Linked DNA regions of Gasterosteus aculeatus: region 2 is linked to region 1. The links are chromatin contacts, called in public Hi-C maps. All regions are on one chromosome and are shown on one strand. The core of a region is the stretch at or near the end of the contact, and the rest is flanking DNA. Distances in the headings are between cores, read along the strand shown. Region 1 has its middle 8.9 kb from the start of barx1. Region 2 overlaps phf2 (PHD finger protein 2).

The links. Hi-C and Micro-C count contacts between places; a contact is called where the count stands out from the background.
Region 2: a Hi-C map of tail fin shows a contact between it and region 1, with 1.7 times the contacts expected there. The contact joins two enhancer-like sites. A contact is called at or near these places in 2 of 6 Hi-C or Micro-C datasets (skeletal muscle and tail fin).

The regions. Positions count from the first base shown.
Region 1 is chr17:19,053,872-19,060,645 of fGasAcu3.hap1.1, forward strand. No RefSeq gene overlaps it. Among protein-coding and RNA genes, the nearest start is that of barx1, 8.9 kb to the left of the region's middle. Within about 2 kb of position 4,715, at least 3 of the 9 cell types and tissues checked have open chromatin away from gene starts, as enhancers often do.
Region 2 is chr17:19,087,329-19,094,366 of fGasAcu3.hap1.1, forward strand. It overlaps phf2 (PHD finger protein 2), which reads right to left. Exons shown (of 22, transcript XM_078092246.1): 22 at 4,393-6,110. The coding sequence ends at 6,022. Among protein-coding and RNA genes, the nearest start is that of LOC144388889, 14 kb to the left of the region's middle. Within about 2 kb of position 4,068, at least 3 of the 9 cell types and tissues checked have open chromatin away from gene starts, as enhancers often do.

The DNA of each region.
Region 1 (6,774 bases), core at 3,465-5,964:
ATCGTACCCGTCTAAATCAAAACGTGCCTTTTAGAAAATGCCGACAATGAATCAACTGAATCCTGAATCCCATTCAAAACATCTGCACACGTGCACGCGAGTTACAAGCGGTGTCTGCACTTCACTGTCATCATCTATTAACGCAACACACCCACCCTTCATATGAATATACATATATATTAGTCACATGCAGTTGAAGGCCTCCGAGGCTTAATGAATTCATATTCATTTTCAATCCGCAAAATCATACAATTCAGAACCTTAAAATTCCTGCTAATCATCTGAAAAGCCTCATTTTTTCACGTTTTTTTTTCGTCACCGTCTCTCTTTTTGTAACGAGGTGTTTTCGTTTAGAAGTCCTAGCAACGCGTCCGTCACCGCGTCCTCCGTTGTGTAAGCGGTCCTCGGGGAGTGCGCGAGGAGGCCTCTGCGCGAGCACGGCGGCGGCTCTGTCCACGCGCGCGCATCCTCCCTCCCGGGCTTCGGAGCAAACGACTTCCGACATAAATTGCAATCAGGAGGAAAGAGTCAGCCGCCAGGAATACGCAGATTCCCCGACAGCCAATTTAATCATTAAAGGGGGCGGGGGGGGGGGGGGGGGGGGGGGCGTATGGCACTCCGAGCAATGAGAGGTTGACCCCGATTTATTAGAGGAGCGGGTGTTCGTGGAGTCAAAGGGGTCCGCTGCTTAGTCAGGGTCCCAGGCCCCCCAGGGGGGGTCTGGTGGTGTAGTAGGTGGGCTCCACCACCTCCGCCCCTGATTAATCGAACCCGTGCGCCAAACTGCACATGCGGCCGCATGATCGCAATTAGAACCGAAGCCGACTGCGCGCAGAGGCCTCGGCTGCTCGTCCCGACAACGGGCCCGATGATTACTGCCACGGTTCCGGTTACCGGCGTTCAATGGGCCGCTGGGAGAAGTAATCCGGAATAGAGCCAATCATTACCGTTATTATTAGACTACTAGACTAGAGACTACTTACAAACAACACGTTTTCAAAGATAAAAAATGAAACGAATGGAAATAGGAGAAATAGGTGCAGTGTTTTCGGTGTAGACGGAAAAGCTAAAGACAGATATCTAAAAAAAAAATAAAGAAACACGCAGAGCAAGTGATACCTGTGACGTTATTGATCGTTAGTTGGTATGATAGTTAAGTGCTGTAATAATGTTAACTTTACGTTTGTTAATGTTAACATTGATTGATGTTTATTTATGGTAGTTACGTTGTTAGGACTGTTATGTTTCTTCTAACTTCAATCCAACTTCAAGTTTCATCACTATTCTTGCCCCAGACCTGAAGTTAACCACAACCACGTGGCGTGTGCGTTTCTACCAGCGAGATAGAGGCCAACATTTCTGACAAAAACAGTAAGCTTAAATGTGAATGGGTATGAAGTGACATGGTATACATATATATGTATATGTATATATATTTTTAAACTCACTTTTCATTTCGTTTTCACCAACATAACGCATGCATTTTCATGCACACGTCCTTGAACTGAGACTAACGAGACCCTGAACGCATCAAGCTGCTATCAGATTACATTCTCCATAAATCGGCTATTCATCATCAACAGTTGTCTTTGTAACACTGCAACGGGCATCAGGTAAATATGAATTGTAACTAAACTCATTCCATGATCCATTTGGAGATTACTTCCCCATTTGGCGTGATAATGGATTGGCCTGCATTTGGCTGCAGCCGCATTAACCCGTGAGGCGTTCACAGACCGCGCTTCATAAATAGCCCCACAGTGTGACGGCCATTCATCACGGGGCTGAACCCTCAACCCTCTGAGGACGATGGGAAGTGAACCGGGGAGCAACGTTTTGGGAATAAAAGCCCTCACTGTTTCTCTCTCTGCGACAACTTGTGCCGTGAGTGGGTCCTCACCCAGCTTCCTATGTGGACTCAGACTTCAGAGTCAGCTTTTATCGGCCACAAGGACCCATTTGGGCTGCCATATATATATATGGCAGACTTCTAAACATAGAATATATATATTATATATATATATATATATATATGGCAGCGGACAGGTGTCCGGTGAAGGGGGCCTATGGGAATTGTGTAGAATGCTGAACCACAAATATATGCAAAAATGCAAAAAGAATGAAGGATAAATTATATAATATAGGCTCTATATATATATATATATATATATATATATATATATATATGAGCGATCTGAGCGATTTGCTCAGTATTATGACATTGTATTATTTTTTTTCCTTTTCTAATGATGACGTTTAAAGGGTCTTTTCAGAAAACAATACAAACATATCTTCTTGCATTTAGTGGCAGTAGCCACCGCTTTCTAACACAATGGACGGAGATCCATCCATCACGCTTCTGTGCATGTGAATATTATTGAGTCCCAAAATAGTCTTGCAAGCCACACAAATGACTTCTTTCAAAAAATATTTAAAAATGAAATGATACACTTAACAATCTCAGACAGTCTCAGATTCTCATTTGAAGGAACAGAACTGTCCAAACTCTCTTTTTGTTTCAAGGCAAGACGAGGAGATAATGACTATAACATTTAACTAATTATCATCATTATTTGTGAACTTTTATGTTCAATAACGGAAAGGAGCCATAACCTTTCTAAATACGTGCAAATGTTTAAACATTTCCAGAACATAAATCGGATCATTCTGATTCTGATTTCATTTGGTTGACACATAATAGGTCAGTTTTTACTGAGGATGACTAGGATATTTCTTTGTATCCCTCCATAAATAGGTACAAAAAAGATAATGCATTTCCTCCATGTTTGAATTTATGAATGATGTATCAACACATCTCTAAATTTGAGTTTTTTGTCATCAGGGTTGTAATGCTTAAGTAACACTAAAAATACATGTTTGCAAACTGCTCCATCATCATCACAATGCACTCAGACCGAAGGGAGATGGTGTTAAAGTGAAGCCTCGTCCCGCAGGTGTCAGGTGATTTCCTGAGGCTCAGATCACGGCTCTCCGTCTCGCAGCTAATGGGAGAAGGCATTAGAGGACATAAACAAGAGCACATCAGCCCGTCGGTTTCCTCCAGTGTCCCGTCGCCCCCCCCCCTCCCCTCCGCTCGGCTCCGCAAGCACAGTTTGCAGGAAATGTCAGCCGGCGTGATTGATTTGAGATGAGCGATTCCCTGACTTCATGCTTGTATAAAGCAAGACAGCTGTTGGGGAGAAATCAAATTCCTGCAGGAGCTGGAGAGACTTGTTTTTTTTTCCATCTGTTTAACGGAGTCGTTGCATTTTGTTGGACGAGCAAATAATAAAAATCAGGGCCAAGATGTGGCAGAAGGTCAGTGAATACCCTCATTATGTAGCAATTACAGCACAAAACCCCCCTTTTCCCTTCGGGATCCAACCTGAAAGGCATTCCCACCTTCTCCGGCTTTTCAAAAGTAAGACGTGACAAGTAACAACTTCATGACTCACGTTATCGTGGTGCAGAGCGGAAGGATTCGTCCACGCGTCCATTCCTTTTTAATGAAAGATTACTCTTCAGTTCACCAACTGCTTTACATCTGCAGCCCCAGCAATGCACTTTCTTTCTAAGCTTCATCAGCCATGCGCATGCCTTCTTTTTCCACGGGGCGTTGTGCTTCCAAGCGATAGTTGCTGAGACTTTGGTGATTTGAATTGCAAAAAGACTTGAACTTGTTCTGCATGTACAAGGAGCCTCAATAACACAGTTTCAGTCCCCCCTTCTCACATCCATTCACTGCTTGGACGGCCATGCGAGGTGCCACTATCCAGCCATTCACATCCATTCACTGCCCACATCCTCGGGTTGCCTGGGGTCATGGGGGTCATTGGTCAAAGCACGACCGGCTTCTACCGAGCCGCCTATCGCCGCAGTTTAACCAGCGGGAGACGCCTCGAAAGGGGCGAGTGGGTCAAACAAACGCGGGACTTTGGCCCAGGAGACAGCTGTTCCCGTCCAGAAGTAAACGTTAGGCGTCGTACGTGTGCCGTTCCAACAATATCATAACACAAGCCACGGTGTGTTGCCGTGACCGTACTTATTTCACAATAGCGTTCCTGTAGCTCGATGCGAGACGGACACGAAACACATTCATGAAAGTGTTTTTTTTAACCCAAAAAGCTCCACATTGAACGCCCCGGTTTGCAGAAACCGACGTAGCCAACAATTCCTCCAACGAGCGCGACCTCGACACACGTCTCCACAGACAACGTGATCTCCAAAACCTGTTTGTAAAAAACGTATATGAAAACCGTGAACATACAAATTCCTACGGAACTGGCGGTGGTTAACCACGCCCCCTGAGTGAACAACATGGCGGACCATGGCGGATTCTTGAGTGAACGTCTCTCCGCCATGTTGGATTTTTTGAGGGGGTTAGGGTTAGTATTCTATTCTTACAATTTAACATTGATTTCTCGTTAAAATGCAATCATAACACGTTTATTTTACAGGGCGCAGCTCCCCGTTCACTTTGAACAGGGTGACGTCATCGGTTGCAGTCCGCATTTATTCCGTATGTATCACCACGAATTTGTATGTTCAAGATTTTCGTACACATTTTTACGAACAGGTTTTGGAGCTCAGGCTGCCGCAGGACGCCCAGGCTCCTTCCCAGCGCTTTAAACAAAGGACGAAGCTGAGCCAGTGCGTCACGCCCTGTTCACGTTGCTTCCAAGAGAGCTGTTTGGACACATCCTCCAGCGCGGACCTCTTATCGCCGTGCCGCTGTGTTGAAACAGCTTCATTCCTCATTAAAGCCCTCCGTGACTCATTGCGGATGTGTTCAGTGTTCGTATTTATCTTCTTATTTAGATGTGGCCGATAGCCGAGAGCTTTTCTGCCTGGCCGGGGGGGCTGAGAGCAGCTGGGCGGCAGGGGCCGCGCTCAGGCACTGGGCCTTAAGTGATAGAGATTATGAAAACAGATGAAACTCAAGCAGCGGAAACTTACTTTGAACGGCACCGAAACACTGCGAGGAAACATTAGAGCCGTTGGAGCTACCGACTGCTGATTGGTATCATTTAGCGTTGCAAACAGAAGATATTCAGTGTGTAGGTTATTATCTGAAGTTGTGTTGTTATGTGAAGCGTTGGTAGCTGAGGTCGCTGTGCGTTGTGCAAACAGGGGAATCACCAGCGAGTCTTTAGAGAAGCTTCTTTAAAGCACCACTTGATCCTCTGAAGGGTTGTTTTCTAAGCTAAAGAATCGTTCACGCGTCCACGGGGCTCTGACAATACGAAGCGGTTTCAACATGGGTTTGGGCTGTAACTGATAAGTGCTTCTACTCAAATGTTAAATAAAATATAAAAACGTCAATTCTCTGCTTTTGTCCAGAACTGTGGAAAAAGTTCTATGATATTAAAATCCATACGCTTTTTAACTGCTGTGGATTACAAGTTAATTCATTTTGTATCTTTTTGTAAATTGGTTATAAGACACAGATTTGAGACAAACCTTCAGGTTAGACAAACTTATAATGAAGTTCATTTTCTCAATAATATGGTTTAGCCCTGCGATTGGCTGGTGACTAATACAAAGTTAAAAAATATACAAATTTCTATTTAAACTTTTTGGAAAGTATAATGAAATTTTTACTACATTATACGTTGCTCCATGAACCTTATATTTTTCCCTTTTATTGTATTTTCTGGATTAAAGTGTTGGAAAAAATATGTAGGAATGAATTATTAGACCAATACAAACAAACATAAGAAACGTTTTCACCATAGATGAAGTTATGACAGCTTAACTCACATTACTGCAATTATCAGTCATTCTAAAACCTTTAAACAAAGATCAAAGACAAAGAAGAAAATGAGTGTGGATTCGAATAAAAACAACACAATGACGTTTAGTTCAGGGAATTGTTTCAGCCATTGCAGTTCATGACAAACACTTCCTAGAAGTGATCTAATTAACCACAAACATGCACGCAGTTTTGTCCTTCTTCTGGGACCAGCTTCATGAGGTTGTGATTATCCTGGAGGTCACAGGTCATTCTATACAGTGACGTCAAGGTCTCAAAAATAGTTTCACTTTGGGAAATGGCCCCACTTTAGGACGAACATCCTTGCACATTAATACAATGGGGATCAATGAGACATTAGAGTCTCCCCCCCTCCAGGCATTAATGTCGCCCTGGATCTCTACTGACCTCGTGGGCTGCAAAGGGTTAAAAAGCTGCAGTTACCGAATCCATGTTGTCTGGAGATTTATTTGAACAAGACATGGACAACACAGTTTCCGGCAATTGCGGTGCGTCCGATCCTCTCATTGGGATTGATTGCGTGCTGTTGGAATATTAAACCTGGATTAAAATGGCAAAGGGCCTTCGCTGTGTGTCGACTGGAAGACGCAGCCGTAGTAATCTCCCAGATGTGCCTCACATGGCTCTGGAATCACTAGAGAGCTTTCCTGGCGGTATGTGGATTTCAGTGAAAACAATCAGAAACGTCTGGCTCGGGGACTGTAAGTAATTCTATGATGGCGTCGGAGACGGTAACGAGAGGTGACGGTTATAATCACGGCTGTACGGACGGGACCAGTGGCAAGATATGTGGAAAGGATTTCTTAACGTGGATGTAAAAGATGTGCATGGAAAACCTGTCCGACGTGACTTGGACGACGTCGGAGGACGTAATCCCCGGTTCATCCTCCTATCTGCTTAAACGTTGTAATTTATTCCTCCATCCGGTTGAGTGACAGCGGCCTCTAGTGGCCGAGGGGTTGTGACAGGAGCAAAGAAGGAAGGTAGGTGACCTCGTGAAA
Region 2 (7,038 bases), core at 2,818-5,317, 33 kb after region 1:
AGTAGTGCTTTCAAAAGCAATTTTCCTCCCCTACTAGCGCATGTAAACAGAGTAATTGTACTTGGGAGACTCCCAGTGCCAGCCGAGTGTGATTTGTTTCCACGTCATACACAATGAAATCAGCAGCACTGTGACAGCAGTGATATTTAGCATAAAAAATTGATAATAACACATTAACATTAACAACAGCAGGGGAGGGGTAATACATGACGTGAAATCAGTTTGATAGAAATCCCTTGAATTTACTTTTGATGCCCCATTTGAGACATGTACATGAATAGATGACATGGCATTTAAAAGTACATGAATTAAACTGAATTAAGCAAATCAACAAGCTGGAGATTACAATCAAATGGCAATATCACAACTAAAGCGAGCAACTAAGTATTAGAAACACAAAATGTCTGAACAGTCGGAGACGGATGTGAACTAAATCTTCTGCTACGCCGACAGATTTTCTGTTACCAATCTAGAGTATTCCGCTCGAGCTGGCGCTCGTATACAAAGATCCTCTAAACACCTGAGTTTTCTGCTCAACTATGCAAACAGATGTTTCCGTTTGTGTGTTGCACAGCTAAATGTTTTGCATCTGTCGGTCGGATCCTCTGTTTACAGACCTCCGGCACAAAGCGCGCATCATCTTTTTTGACAGGCGCTTGCTCAAAAACAAAAAAAAACCTGAGATGGTCCCATTTATTTACGGCGTGCGGTACATGCGTCCAGTACTTGGAGCTGCGTCGCACAACACAAATAATGTAAAAATGAAAACATATGCAAGAAGTCTGCTAATAAGAACAGGAAATGAACAAAATGAAAGTCATTAGCAGTGTTCTGTGGAAAGATGTTAATGTGCTGCAGCTATAAAAATATGTATTTCACAACACATGCGAAGAGGAAGAAAACCGGGGAACGGTATGAATGTTCCTTTTGTACTTCTTTGTTATACAAAACTTAATGTTGATTAAATGTACCTCGGTTTAGCTGCCCCTCCATCCACCTCATATGTTTAATACAATGTAATAGATATGATAAAACAATCTTGACGAATCCCACAGGAGTCAAGCGATGACATTGCAGTTCCTGCCGCTGTTCTAAGTTAGAATCACTGGCTTAGCTGGCGTTCCATTGTCCCTCCATTGGGGTTGGATTTGGCTTCTGAGTCCACAGGCTGTCTATTCGAATAGTACTTTTCGTCGTCTCGTCACCACGTGGTTTGTGGACTTCTGCTTTCGAACCTCCAGCTCGACAGCTTCGCCGTTGCCATGTTGGATGACGGCTGTTGCCACGTCGGTTCCGTTGTAGCCAACGAACATGGATGATCAAATCTGGAACGCTGAGGAGCGACGAAGAGACGGCGGACATGGGTCGGCGGACCCCGCCCGTCACAGTAGCCCCGCCCTAAAGAAGACCCCGCTTCAGCCTCCATTTGACCCTCATACCCATAATTTACTAAATGATCATCGTGCCGTCTTGAAGAAGAATTGAAGGCCGTAAACTCACGTTCACAGTATTTACTGAGGGAATAAATCAAGAGAGAAGAGTAATTTTCTCATCGATGGAAGAGAAACGTTGTATAATGCACAAGAGAAACGTGATTATGACAATGATTTGGATGAGACAGCAAAAGATCTTATTTTTGCTGCAGCCTAAATTAAAGAAATGTAGCACCGCAAAGACATAATTCAGTAAACAAGGATATGTTAGTTTTTGAATTGCCCTTTGTAGAATCTGCTAGTTTTAAGTGTTGGTTTGATGCACTTCCACGGTTTGATATTTGGTGAAAACAAATGTCACTTGAATGAATGCATAAGCACACCATTCTAGTCTTTATCGTCTAATCGTTTGATGAACGTTAGCGTGCTATTGCTCCATGGATTTATTCAATTAGCCAACTAGCCCGTGCTGCTGCATCGTGACTGATGAAAGGGAATGAAACCAGCGTTCCTTGGGGCTCGACCCCGCTTGCATCGGCGATATTCTCGGTTGGGTGGGCTCTCACTTCAATTGTGACGCTTGTTTCCATGACTGGCGTCAAAGAATGAACGGGGGGGGGGGGACGAGTTGTTTTCCAGGCCCAAAACCTCGGGCCTGCCAAAGGTTAAGGAAACACGGCGGGTTTAAAGAACACAGCCCCCGTGTGTTTGCCCTGAAACCGGACGTTCAAGTTTTACACCAATGCAACACTGCGCTTTGTTGGATGATGCTTTCAAACGAATGAATAAACCGAAGGTTAAGGAAACACGCGGGCGTAAAGGAGGAGCACCGGCTCCGCGGGTCCAGACCCTGTTCAGGCCGTCCTCAGCTCGCGGATCTCTGAGGAATCAGCGCGCCATTATTGCTAATGACAGCCTTGAACTCGCCGGAATGGGAGGGATGAAAGGCAGAGCAGAGGGTAGTGTGAGTGCACGCGGGGGGAGGAGTGGGGGAGACGGGGGGGAGGAGGTGGGGGGCACGGCCACGCGAAGGCAAAGCTTAACCTGACATTCCTGTGTAATTAAGACATCTCTCACATGGCACGTTTCTCTTGACCACCGGGGACCCTCTGGTTCAGGGGGTGGGGGGTGGGGGGGGTCGAAGCAGCCGAGGGCGGCCCGTCCACATCTGCCATCGCTGAGCTGGTGCGGCGCGGCCGTGGAGGCGGTGAGCCCGTAACACTCAGCAGGCATTGTTTTCCAGACACTGACATTTAAATTGTGATCCCACTTGCCCTTTAGGAGGGACCAACAACTGACAAAGAACCGAGGACGAGGCGTTCAGGGACCAGACATGTCACTTTTTACAGAGATGTGTTTTCTTCATTTTTTCCAGAAACAATCTTATTATCCGATTTGAACAAATTTCTAATTCAGTACAATTCGATTCAACTGCAATGATGCCATTTCTTTGAAGGAAATTCTGAAATTGGACCAATGTGTTTGTATTGAAAAGATATATTTATATTCAAATACATTTGGCATATTCTATAAAATAAAGGGGGTGGATGTGTGCTAAAAGAAATATCTTATTTACAAGAGAAAACTGGAGTCATCAAAAATCTTGAAGTGGTAAACAAATGATCCTACACAAATTTGAGATAAATTCAATACAAAAATGTTAAGCAAGATAATAGTCATACATGTGCATGATTTATTTTCTAGCTTCATTCTGCAAGGTTTGATTCCAATAGACTTGTTTGATGCCTCCAGTGGACGATCTTTACTGAGTGCATATTATGTTACAGAAAAAAAGGTAAATAAGGGTTTATTTATGTAGAAATTGGCCACTTTAATTAAAAAAATTATCGTTTTTTTTTTTTATTAACCACTTTTATCTGTGGTATTAGCTGAATTAATTTGTGTTCTATAACGGTCCCGATACGTATGATTTATCTTCCTGCCAGTTGACCACTGGAAACCGGCTCAGAGGACAGATGGTGTGGTTGTTTCACTTCTTGTTCTTGTGTTAACAATTATCACACAATAACATCTCACTTTGATGCTAACCAGGGTGGAAGCGGGGTCACGACCTCTTAAACGCCCGCACGCCCGCATCTCTCTCACACTCATGGATGCACCAGAGGTGAAAGGACACGTGCACGCGGGCAACGTGCACGCTCCACACTCCACACTTCCCTCCACAATTTAATCACACCGCCAATTTAAAATGTGCTGAAACTCGTTGATGTTCACCAACCTGAGCCCGTTTCTGTCATTGTTATAGGAAGCTAATAGACGAAGCATGACGATGATTTGAAAACATGCATCCGTTGCTTCAAATATTACTGGACTCCATCTAGTGGTGTAGACTTGCCGCTGCTTTTCTATGCATTGATATATATTTAATATTGATATAATTATATATTATAATTAATATATTAATATATATATTATATTTAAAATATACTAGCTATAGAATCTAGTGGAGTAAACTTGCCAGTGTTTCAAAATATATATATTGAAAAGAATGAATTATGTGTCCTCGAGTAAAAATGGTCTGACTACTTGGAGCCCTTCTATCGTTGATGGCGTTGACGCAGCGCGCGCGCGCGTCTTTGCGCCAGTGAACACACCACGCAGAGCGCGCGCGCGTCTTTGCGCCGCGGCGCAGCGGCCGTGAACACACCACGCAGAGCGCGCGCGCGTCTTTTCCACAGTTACTGTATTGCAAAAGTAAACAAGGCGGAGAGTCAAATCATCCAACAACAATATGCGCGCTCCTCCATATTTGACCAATTCTTCCATGTCAGTAAAAAAAAAAAAAAAGAAAAGACGTTGAGCCGCGAGCTCGACCAGAATCAGTCTACATACAGAAAAATATAGATTCGGGTCAGAAAGGACAGTAAATACTTACTAGTACTCCCTAGTAGTAGTACTGCGAGTAACAGCGAGGGAAGACGACGGGTCGCTGCCGTGGAACAGGGGAAGCTTCTTTTAATAGGTCGGACATAGAAAAATAAACCACAACAAAGCAGCACACGTGTATTGTACAAAACGAAAGCGTGAAGAGTCCCAGTGACACGCGGGGACGCGGACGCACGAGACACGAAACAAACGGGCCGATGGACGCGTGAACGCAGCTGCTCAAAAGTATAATATTCACAATGACGATACAAGTTGCAAATGTTTGGCGTGATAACATCATGACATTGGGTGAGCAAAGAATGGAGATAGAAATTTAAATAAAAATTGACGATGTAGATTTTAGCGTGTAAAATGTTCCCAAAAGACACGCACATCCCAAAGAAACCGAAAAGGGGTCAATTCACAAGTCGATGATATATTCAAAAACCGAACAAAGAAACTCTTTAAGAATTGTACAAGTATAAAAAGCTACAAACATTAATAAATTACATCACTGACACATAAACACGTCACAAGGTGCTAGTAAAATAATTCCGAAAACCCTTCAGGATACTAGAACTCCAACAAGAGGCTGGTGTGTGTTTTTTTTCTTTCTTTTTATATCATTTTCCTCCTCAAGGTTCCGTCTCTTGTTCAAACAGAATCACAATACAATTAGCTTTGTGTGTGTAAGGCCATAGGACAATAACATGTATTATTTCTTCGGTTGTTTTCCAGGCAACACCTTTTAAATCCAACAGGGAAAAGAAAGAAAAAAATTGAATCTCTGCTGTTAGAAAAAAAAATCCGGGCTTTACTGTTTATCCATGTATATATATATTTGTATTATATATTCATAATTAGCAAAACTGGTAAAAATGTAAAATCAAGCCTTATGGGGAAAGGATACAAAAAGTAGTAATTTAAAAGTCTTTGTACAAGCTACATTCTACATGGTGAATGGGTGGAGATGAGTGGAGCCCGTCGGTGCTGCCTGTGAAAACAAAGGAAGAGAGAAAGTATCCCCGTGTAAGTGCAGGCCTGACGTGGACGAGTCTTATCATCAGCCACAGGTCCCACGTGTAGCGTCCCCCATCGCACAGCGTCCTACGTCTGCTGCTCGCCGTTCGGCCTTGTGCTTCACAGTCCTTCCTCGGCGCCGTTGAATAAATACCGCCGCTGATAGTGCTCTGCAAACCCAAGTGTTAACGCCCAGAGACACAAGCCCAGGTGCCCGGCGACGCGCGCACCGGTTGAATGGAGGTTGTTTAGTTTTTTTTTATTCCCACGTGAACTCTGCTGATCTTCCGGGTCGGCGATGATAAGCTGCGTCCGTTCGGTGGGAGATAATGTGGAGAATCCCCCGAACGCGGCCGAGGGGAGCATGCGACTGAATACATGCAAGGGATACTTTCAAAAAATCTTGGAATGACTGCCATGTACTTCTACTTCATGTTTTAGCGACCCCTGAAAAACTGACAGCTGTAGTAAAATGAGACATGTTCTCTTAAAAAATATTTATAGTAGGCTCTGTACACTTTAATATCTGAAAGTTATAAAGTATAAGTAGAGGCAAAAAACCTATTCGAGGGATGTTCTTCTTAGAAATTGAAAACTGCGTGATTCTCTTGATGTGTTTGTTTCCTTCCCCCCTTTGCTCGGCTTTAATCGACGGGACGCTCAGGAATTCCCAGTCCGACAGCTACAGGAGGAGCTTTCCGTTCCGGTGGATCTTTAAAATCTTTCCAAGTCTCTGTTTGGCCGTGGCCATGCCTTTCTTTAGCCGCTTAGCTGCAGACAACGAGAACACAGTGTCAGTGCTTTGAATGGTAAAATCCCTATGAAGTAAATTAACACATAACACAAACTTGTGCTCAAACCCCCCCAGACACTAAATGATGTTCCCAATTAATCTGCATTCTCCATTAGGTTTTAAAGCAAAGATATTTGCACAAATGAGAATTCAAAGCAAAGCAGCACACAGTAAAAGGCTGTGGTTTGGGTTGTAACAGCTGTAACAGGTGTAATAGGTGTAATGTGTGTAATAGGTAATAGGTGTAACGGGTAATAGGTGTAATATATGCAATAGGTGTAATATGTGTAATGGGTGTAATAGGTAATATGTGTAATGGGTGTAATAGGTAATAGGTGTAATGGGTGTAATAGTTGTAATAGGTGTAATAGATGTAACAGGTGTAATATGTGTAATGGGTGTAATAGGTAATAGGTGTAATGGGTGTAATAGTTGTAATAGGTGTAATAGATGTAACAGGTGTAATAGGTGTAATGGGTGTAATAGGTAATAGGTGTAATGGGTGTAATAGGTGTAATGGGTGTAATAGGTAATATGTGTAATGGGTGTAATAGGTAATATGTGTAATAGATGTAACAGGTGTAATAGGTGTAATGGGTGTAATAGTTGTAATAGGTGTAATATGTGTAATGGGTGTAATAGGGTAATAGGTATTGGGTGTAACAGGTAATAGGTGTAATATATGTAATAGGTGTAATAGATGTAACAGGTGTAATAGGTGTAATATGTGTAATGGGTGTAATAGGGTAATAGGTATTGGGTGTAACAGGTAATAGGTGTAATATATGTAATAGGTGTAATAGATGTAACAGGTGTAATAGGTGTAATATGTGTAATGGGTGTAATAGGGTAATAGGTAATGGGTGTAACAGGTAATAGGTGTAATATATGTAATAGGTGTAATGG